Linked DNA regions of Neogale vison: region 1 is linked to region 2. Evidence: chromatin contacts called from public Hi-C data. All regions are on one chromosome and are shown on one strand. The core of a region is the stretch at or near the end of the contact, and the rest is flanking DNA. Distances in the headings are between cores, read along the strand shown.

Evidence for each region. A called contact is a pair of places that touch in the nucleus more often than the background predicts.
Region 1: a Hi-C map of fibroblasts shows a contact between it and region 2, with 3 times the contacts expected there. The contact joins the promoter of KLF4 here to the enhancer-like site in region 2. A contact is called at or near these places in 2 of 3 Hi-C or Micro-C datasets (fibroblasts and muscle).

The regions. Positions count from the first base shown.
Region 1 is chr9:24,831,156-24,834,365 of ASM_NN_V1, forward strand. KLF4 (Krueppel-like factor 4) reads left to right here and starts at 1,469. Exons shown (of 4, transcript XM_044265192.1): 1 at 1,469-1,903; 2 at 2,016-2,136; 3 at 2,795-3,210. The coding sequence starts at 1,899.
Region 2 is chr9:24,708,737-24,712,153 of ASM_NN_V1, forward strand. No RefSeq gene overlaps it. Among named protein-coding and RNA genes, the nearest start is that of KLF4, 120 kb to the right of the region's middle. Within about 2 kb of position 1,680, the one cell type or tissue checked has open chromatin away from gene starts, as enhancers often do. A contact at or near this core is called in fibroblasts, where this site is marked.

The DNA.
Region 1 (3,210 bases), core at 219-2,718, 120 kb after region 2:
ACCAAACACTTCCCAAGCCTACGTTTAACAGGCGATACCGAACACCACACTCACGTTCGGGGGGGGGGGGGTCAGTTTGCAGAGATGAGGGCGAAAACATTTCCCGGCTGGAAAATTACTGATCACAAACTAAGGGGACTGTGGGGGTGGGGAGGCAAAGTTATAAGGCTGAAATAACGATCGCCGTTTCCTCTTCTCTTCCCGGTGGGCAGGAACGGCTGCCGCGAGCTCGTTGTGCCCTTTTCGGGAACCGGGGTCCCCCCGCACCGCTCCACTTCTTGGCACGTGGCCACTTTCCAGCTAAGTGCCTCTCGGTGGGCTTGACCGCTCGGAACCTGAGCCAAGGGAGAGAACTCCCCGTCCGACCTTTACCTCGCCGTTTCACCTCTTTATGACTCAGTTTGCCCATCCATAAAGTGGAACGGAGGGTGCGGGCTTGCGCCCTTGAGATCCTCGGGCTGAAAGGTGTCTGCGCCTCACGGCCCCTATGCCTTCTCCACCCCACAATCAGTGTTAAGCCCTTTCACTCCCTTTCTGGCTGCCCGAAATATCAAAGCAATAACTCCGCTTCCCGCTCCAACCTCTTTCCACCCTTTCAGGCCTTTTCTGACTCCCAGTTCCGTCACAGTGCTGGGCACCCACCTTTCCTTGCCTCCCACCCCCATCCCACCCGGCCGGAGAACCTACGAAAAACCCGCGAAGCCAAGCCAAGAGCCCGCACTGGCAATCCGAGACCAGCGCCGGGCTGCTGCGTGCGCAGGGGAGGGACGGAAAGCTGAGTGAGTCACGCGGATAATCGCGCTTTTCTCTCGCGCGCAGAGTGCGCCGCAAGCACGGACCCGAGCGGGGGTGGGGGAGCGGAACCGACCCCTCAACCCCTACCAGACTCCTCCGCCACGGGCTTCAAACCCCCGGAGCGGACCACCGCGACGCAGACTGCCCAGGTCGCAGAGCAACCGGACGTGCGCCCAGTACGCACCGCCCCGCACCGGGACAGCCGCCGCCGCCGGGGCCGCCACCGCCGGCGTCAGCGCGGCTCCTGCTCGCCAGCTGCCGGGCTGGCGTCACGGCTCGGCCGGGCCCCGCCCGCGCCCCTCCCTCCCCCCCGCCCCCACGTGCGCCGAGTTTGTTTATTTAGCTGCCATGGCAACGCGCGGGGGGGCCGTAGGAGGGAGGGGAGAAGAAAGGGAGGGGGCGGGGCCTGGCGGCGGGCCGCAGCGTACAGCGGGTAGGAGGCGGGGTAGGGCGGGAGCCGAGAAGTTAAGTAAGGAGCGCGCGGCGGCCGCCGGCAGTTCCCCGGCCCGAGACAGCGAGCGCGGCTGCGGGCGCGCGGGGAGCAGAGGCGGTGGCGGGCGGCGGCGGCACCGGGAGCCGCCAAGTGCCCCTCCCCGCCCCTCCGGCCCCCCACCCACCCACCCGCCCGCGGCCAGCGCCCATGGCCGCGCGCGCCCAGCGCAGCCCCCCGGACTTCGCACCCCGCGCCGCCGCCCAGTCCGCAGATCCGCGCCGCTGCGGCCAGTCTCACCTGGCGGCGCCGCCCGCCCGCCAACCCGGCCACAGCCCCAGCGCCCACGGCGACAGCCGCGGCGACCGCGACAGTGGTGGAGGACGCTGCTGAGTTGAAGAGAGCGCAGTTCGGCCACCGGACCTATTTACCGCTTTGCGCTTTGCTCATCGTCTGTTTTTACGAGTTTACAACTTTTAAGAACTCTCGTGTACAAAGGAACTTTTCTTAAAAAGGCATCTCCCGTTTATATTTAATCCAAAGAAGGATTTCGGGCAATTTTGGGCTTTTGGTTTTGGCTTGGTTTCTAAGTTTTTTTTTTTTCCTCCTAATTTTGGGGTTTGGGTACCCCCACTGCTTTGAACTCCCGAGGACCTTCTGGGCCCCCACATTAATGAGGTAGGTGCAGCGTGGGGCGCGGAGTTGGGAGTGGTGAAGTCCGGTGGGACGCGTCCGAGCGGCGGTCGAGAGTGGCCCCCTGACTCCTGCCTCTGCCCCGCCCGGCCCGCAGGCAGCCACCTGGCGAGTCTGACATGGCTGTCAGCGACGCACTGCTCCCGTCCTTCTCCACGTTCGCGTCCGGCCCCGCGGGAAGGGAGAAGACACTGCGTCCAGCAGGTGCCCCGAATAACGTGAGTACTGTCCGGAGAGGTCGGCAGCGTCCAGTGGCCTTATGTGGGTGGGGTAGGGACGGGCGGAGCCCAGGGGTCTTCGAGATCCATCCGGCGGAGGGAAGGAGTGGCCCCGCAGTCGTCTTACGATGGTTTCCGTGTCTTTGGCTCGGTTGTACATGCGTGTGGTCCGGACGCTGGGGAGCCGCCGGGGGCGCACACCCGGTCCGCACACGTCTTGTAACTCGCAGGCTGCAAGGCTGGCGCGGGGGCCACCGGGCGGGAGGTGGTTGGGTCCCTGGACACTGGCTGGGCTCGAGTGAGCTTTGCGCGTAGGCGTATCCGTGGCGAGGGCGCATAGGGAGCTCTTCGGTGTCCCAATTCCAGGGGGTGGCTGGAGCGTCCCTGGGATATGGCTGGGGAAGCACCGGAGCTGCCGAGCCGCGGCGCCTGCTCTCACGCAATCGGGCAGACACCGTATTCTCCAAACCGACGCACCGCCTCTCTCCGGCCCGGGGATGGGCGGAGATCGCAGCTCTGGCACCTGGAGCCTGCCGGCGCTTGGTGTCTTTCTGGTCCCGGTGCCTGGGCGGTATAGGCGCGGGCAGGGTCGCCGGTACGTGGTATGGCAGCAGGAGAGCAGTACCGACGGTTTCTCTCCCCCGTCCTATACCCGCAGCGCTGGCGGGAGGAGCTCTCCCACATGAAGCGACTTCCCCCGGTGCTTCCCGGCCGCCCCTACGACCTGGCGGCGGCGACCGTGGCCACCGACCTGGAAAGCGGCGGAGTCGGCGCGGCGTGTGGCGGCACCAATCCTGCTCTCCTACCTCGGAGGGAGACGGAGGAGTTCAACGATCTCTTGGACCTGGACTTTATCCTCTCCAATTCGCTGTCCCATCCGGAGTCGGTGGCCGCCACCGTGTCCTCGTCGGCGTCAGCGTCGTCATCGTCCTCCCCATCGAGCAGCGGTCCTGCCAGCGCGCCCTCCACCTGCAGCTTCAGTTATCCGATCCGGCCCGGAGGGGACCCGGGCGTGGCGCCGGGCAGCACTGGCGGCGGCGGTCTCCTCTATGGCCGGGAGTCTGTGCCGCCTCC
Region 2 (3,417 bases), core at 430-2,929:
AACAGCAGGTTCTGTTGACCTTGAAATGTATGGGGAGGAAGAAAGAATAGACAAGAAAGCCTCCAAGCTTGCTGTGTTGAGAAACAGAGGGCATGGGGACACCATTACCTCACAAAGGGACATCAGGAGAAGACTGCAAAGGAGACATAAGGCTTCCCGCTGGGATGTGCAGAGCGTAAGGGAACATCGAAGATGGAAAATGTGCCCATGAGAGCTGGAAAGCAGGGCTGTTATCTACCTCTTGGTGGGTGGTATAGCCACAGGTATATTGGATCAGACCAAAAAGTACACTTGGGTCAAATTACTACAGCTTAGAAGCATCAAGAATGGGGGGGGGGGTTAAATCACAAGATTTATGGGAGTGTGGGGAAGAGGCTTGGGTTAAGGAATGCTGTTCTCACCATGAGCCGCGGTAAGGAGAACCCAAGTCTCTGGAAGCAGTCCCATTCCTCCAAAGGTGTACAGACTTGACCTTGATGTGACACTTTTTTCTGCATCTCAGGAAGCCGGGTAGGAAGGGACTGGCCCTCATGGTATAGGGTGACAGAGCAATTAATAAGGCAGATTCTAAAGCTTCTGAAATGCCCCAAACCAAGGACCCAGGTGTTGAATTCATCTGCTCTAAAGATGAGAAAATGGAGAACTCTCTTTTGGTTCCTATTTGGGTAAAGCTGGACATAAATCATTCTTTGAAAAGGTGTCATGGGTGCCTTTGGTTGTAGGGGCTCAAGCTCTTTCCAAACATCACCTCATTAATCCTGGCAAACACCAGAAGAGAAAGCCATAGAGGCTGCACCTTTAGTGTTACTGAACAGATGAGACTTGGCCTCCAACTTCAAGACACAGGAAGGTTCCAAGTGGACCTGGCAAGAGACCCTGTTCACTGGCTTTAGCTACGCTGCCCTGGGACTGGGAAAGCACAGGGGAGAGTAAGGGGAGGGTGGGTGGCATGTGTGCATGTGTTTGTGTGTGTGTGCACACGCTGTGTGTGTCTTTCTTCTTCTTAATGCCTATCATCCCATGAAAAGAAAGTGAGGTCCCAGCAATGGGTTATTCACTGGGTGGCTGAGTGACAATCTACTGGGGAATCTACATTCTGCTCCGAAACTGCCAGATTTTTGCAAGGATTTAATCCCATTTTCTTGGTGAATTTGTCCTTAATAAATGCGCCTGTGTATTCCCAACCTTTGCACATGTTTGTGCCTTATTGCCGCGTATAGGGCTAACCCAGAAAAGGGCGTCCAGGCGAGAACTGAGAAGACAAAGAGCAAACTCGGAGGGCAGGGGACAACCAGTGTCATTTGCCCCTGTGGGGGGTGTGAGGCGTTGAGTCCAGTTTCGTGTTTCAAAGTAAGGGAAAGATTTAAAAGGACCAGGTATGTTAGAAATGCAAGTCATTTGATATGGACTCTCTTTTTCTTTCTAATAGAGAAGGGAGAGGATATAAAAGAGAAAAAGAGAAAGAGAAGGAAGAAGAATAAGAAGGAAGGACAAGGGGAGGAGGGGAGTCAGAGACAGGGAGAGGAAGAGGGGACAGCCAGCACCGGCCAGGCAAGCGCCAGCCTGGAGTCCGGCGAAATCCGGCTTCCTACCCAGAGAGAGCCGAGTGCCTTTCCGCAAGCGGCCGCGGGCTCGGAGCTTTTAAGGGTTTCTAATCCTGGAAGGCTGTCTGACATCACCCCGTTTCTTGTCGGCTGATGTTTCGTACAAGCCTCTCATTTCCTCAGTGTTTTCGGAGCCACCAATTACTGCAACAATCTCATGTTTATGTTTTCTCTCTCCTGCCTCGCTGGCCCTCGGCCTGGAGCCTGTGCTGCTCCCGACGCACGGAGCCCAACGGGGCTGGGTGGGGGGAGCGGGTGGGGGGCCTGGATCGGGCATCGCAGAAAAAGGGAGGGGTCCCCCTTAATTTTTTTTCATTGACTTCAGCACCATGTGATCAGGAAGTCTGGCCTCCCTCCATTTCCCCTCCCGACTAAAGGGAAACATTGTGTAGCAGCCGCCGCGGCCACTGGTGGGATGGCCTTCGCCGCCTGACGTAGGGAGATAAAAATAACCGGCATATTTAAGGCCGGAGCAGGAATCCCGGCGCTCACACGCGGCCTGGTCAGTTCCCGAGGCCGGCTGGCGGCGCGCTCCCGAGCGCACAGGGGCCGGGGCCAGTGCCAGCACCAGCGACCTTGGGCCCCGGGGCCCAGCACCCAGGCCCTCCGAGCCTTGCGGAGCCTCACAGAGGGCCAGGCCAGGCTGGTCGCCGGCGGCCTGGCTGCAGAGCGCCCGCCGGGCCTGGGTTCTGCGTCCTGCCTCGCTGGAGATGGGGAGGAAGTTATGTGTCGGCAGACGGAGGGTGGCCCGGAGCCTGGTGCCAGGCGGGGAGTTAGGCACACACCAAAATGCCACCACAAAAAGCTGCCACCAGCAAGGCCCCCAGTCTCCACACCACTGTACATAGCGGCAAGCACACACTCAAATCTAGTCTCCCCTGTCCATACCCTTTATTCCCTGGAATTAACTGCGCATTGCAAAGATCTGCAAACTGGAAACAAGAATTAGCTCATCAAAGAAAATGGGGGAAAATCCTCGCAAATATCTGGCAATTTCAGAGAGAATATAGATTTCCCAAGGAGCATGCTGCCCAGCCGCCTACAGGTTTCCTCGGAGCTCCTGACCACTGCCACAACCTCTGACCTATGAAGGGACCCAGAACATAGAAAAGGAGGAAGTCTCCCGGTCCCCTGGGTAAGTGCACATCCCTGGTCTCAGGAACACAAACCATGATGAACGGCCCTTTACCCTGGACAGTACTAACTGGTTTCCATTTTCTTGCTCGCTCTTAAACCTCAAACTGCACCACACTGTAGTTCTATTAGTCTAGTTTTACATACAGGGAAACTGAGGCTCACAAAGATGAAATGATTGCCCAAGCCCACACTTGAGCAATGTTCTCTCCACCACATCAGTTGCCTCCCTTGACTGCATTTACATGGCCACGTTGATTTATCATTCTGGAAACCACCTTCCTTCTGTTCCTCCTACTCCCTCAAAATTAATACCAAGCAAAAACAGTGATGGTGAGCTTTCTGCTGACCTGTGAAATCACAATTTTGCCCTTGCTCTGGACCACAAAGAAGTTTTTATTTCCAATTAATAATGGGAAATCTCCGAGCCTTCTGATGTTTAGAGTAACAAGATATTTCAAAATTTCTGGCAGAGCTTTTCACCTAAAAGCCAGATGTGCTGACGAAAAATGAATCAACACTCACCCCTAATTTTTTTGGCATTACAGAGATAACAACAAATAGCTATTTTTCTGGGTTGGAAGAGGCAAAGGACTTCCATTTAGAGAAATTCAGGAATTTAACCACCCATGTGGAGACCCCAGGGTCTGGCATAGTCACGGCTAAATCCCCACCCAGC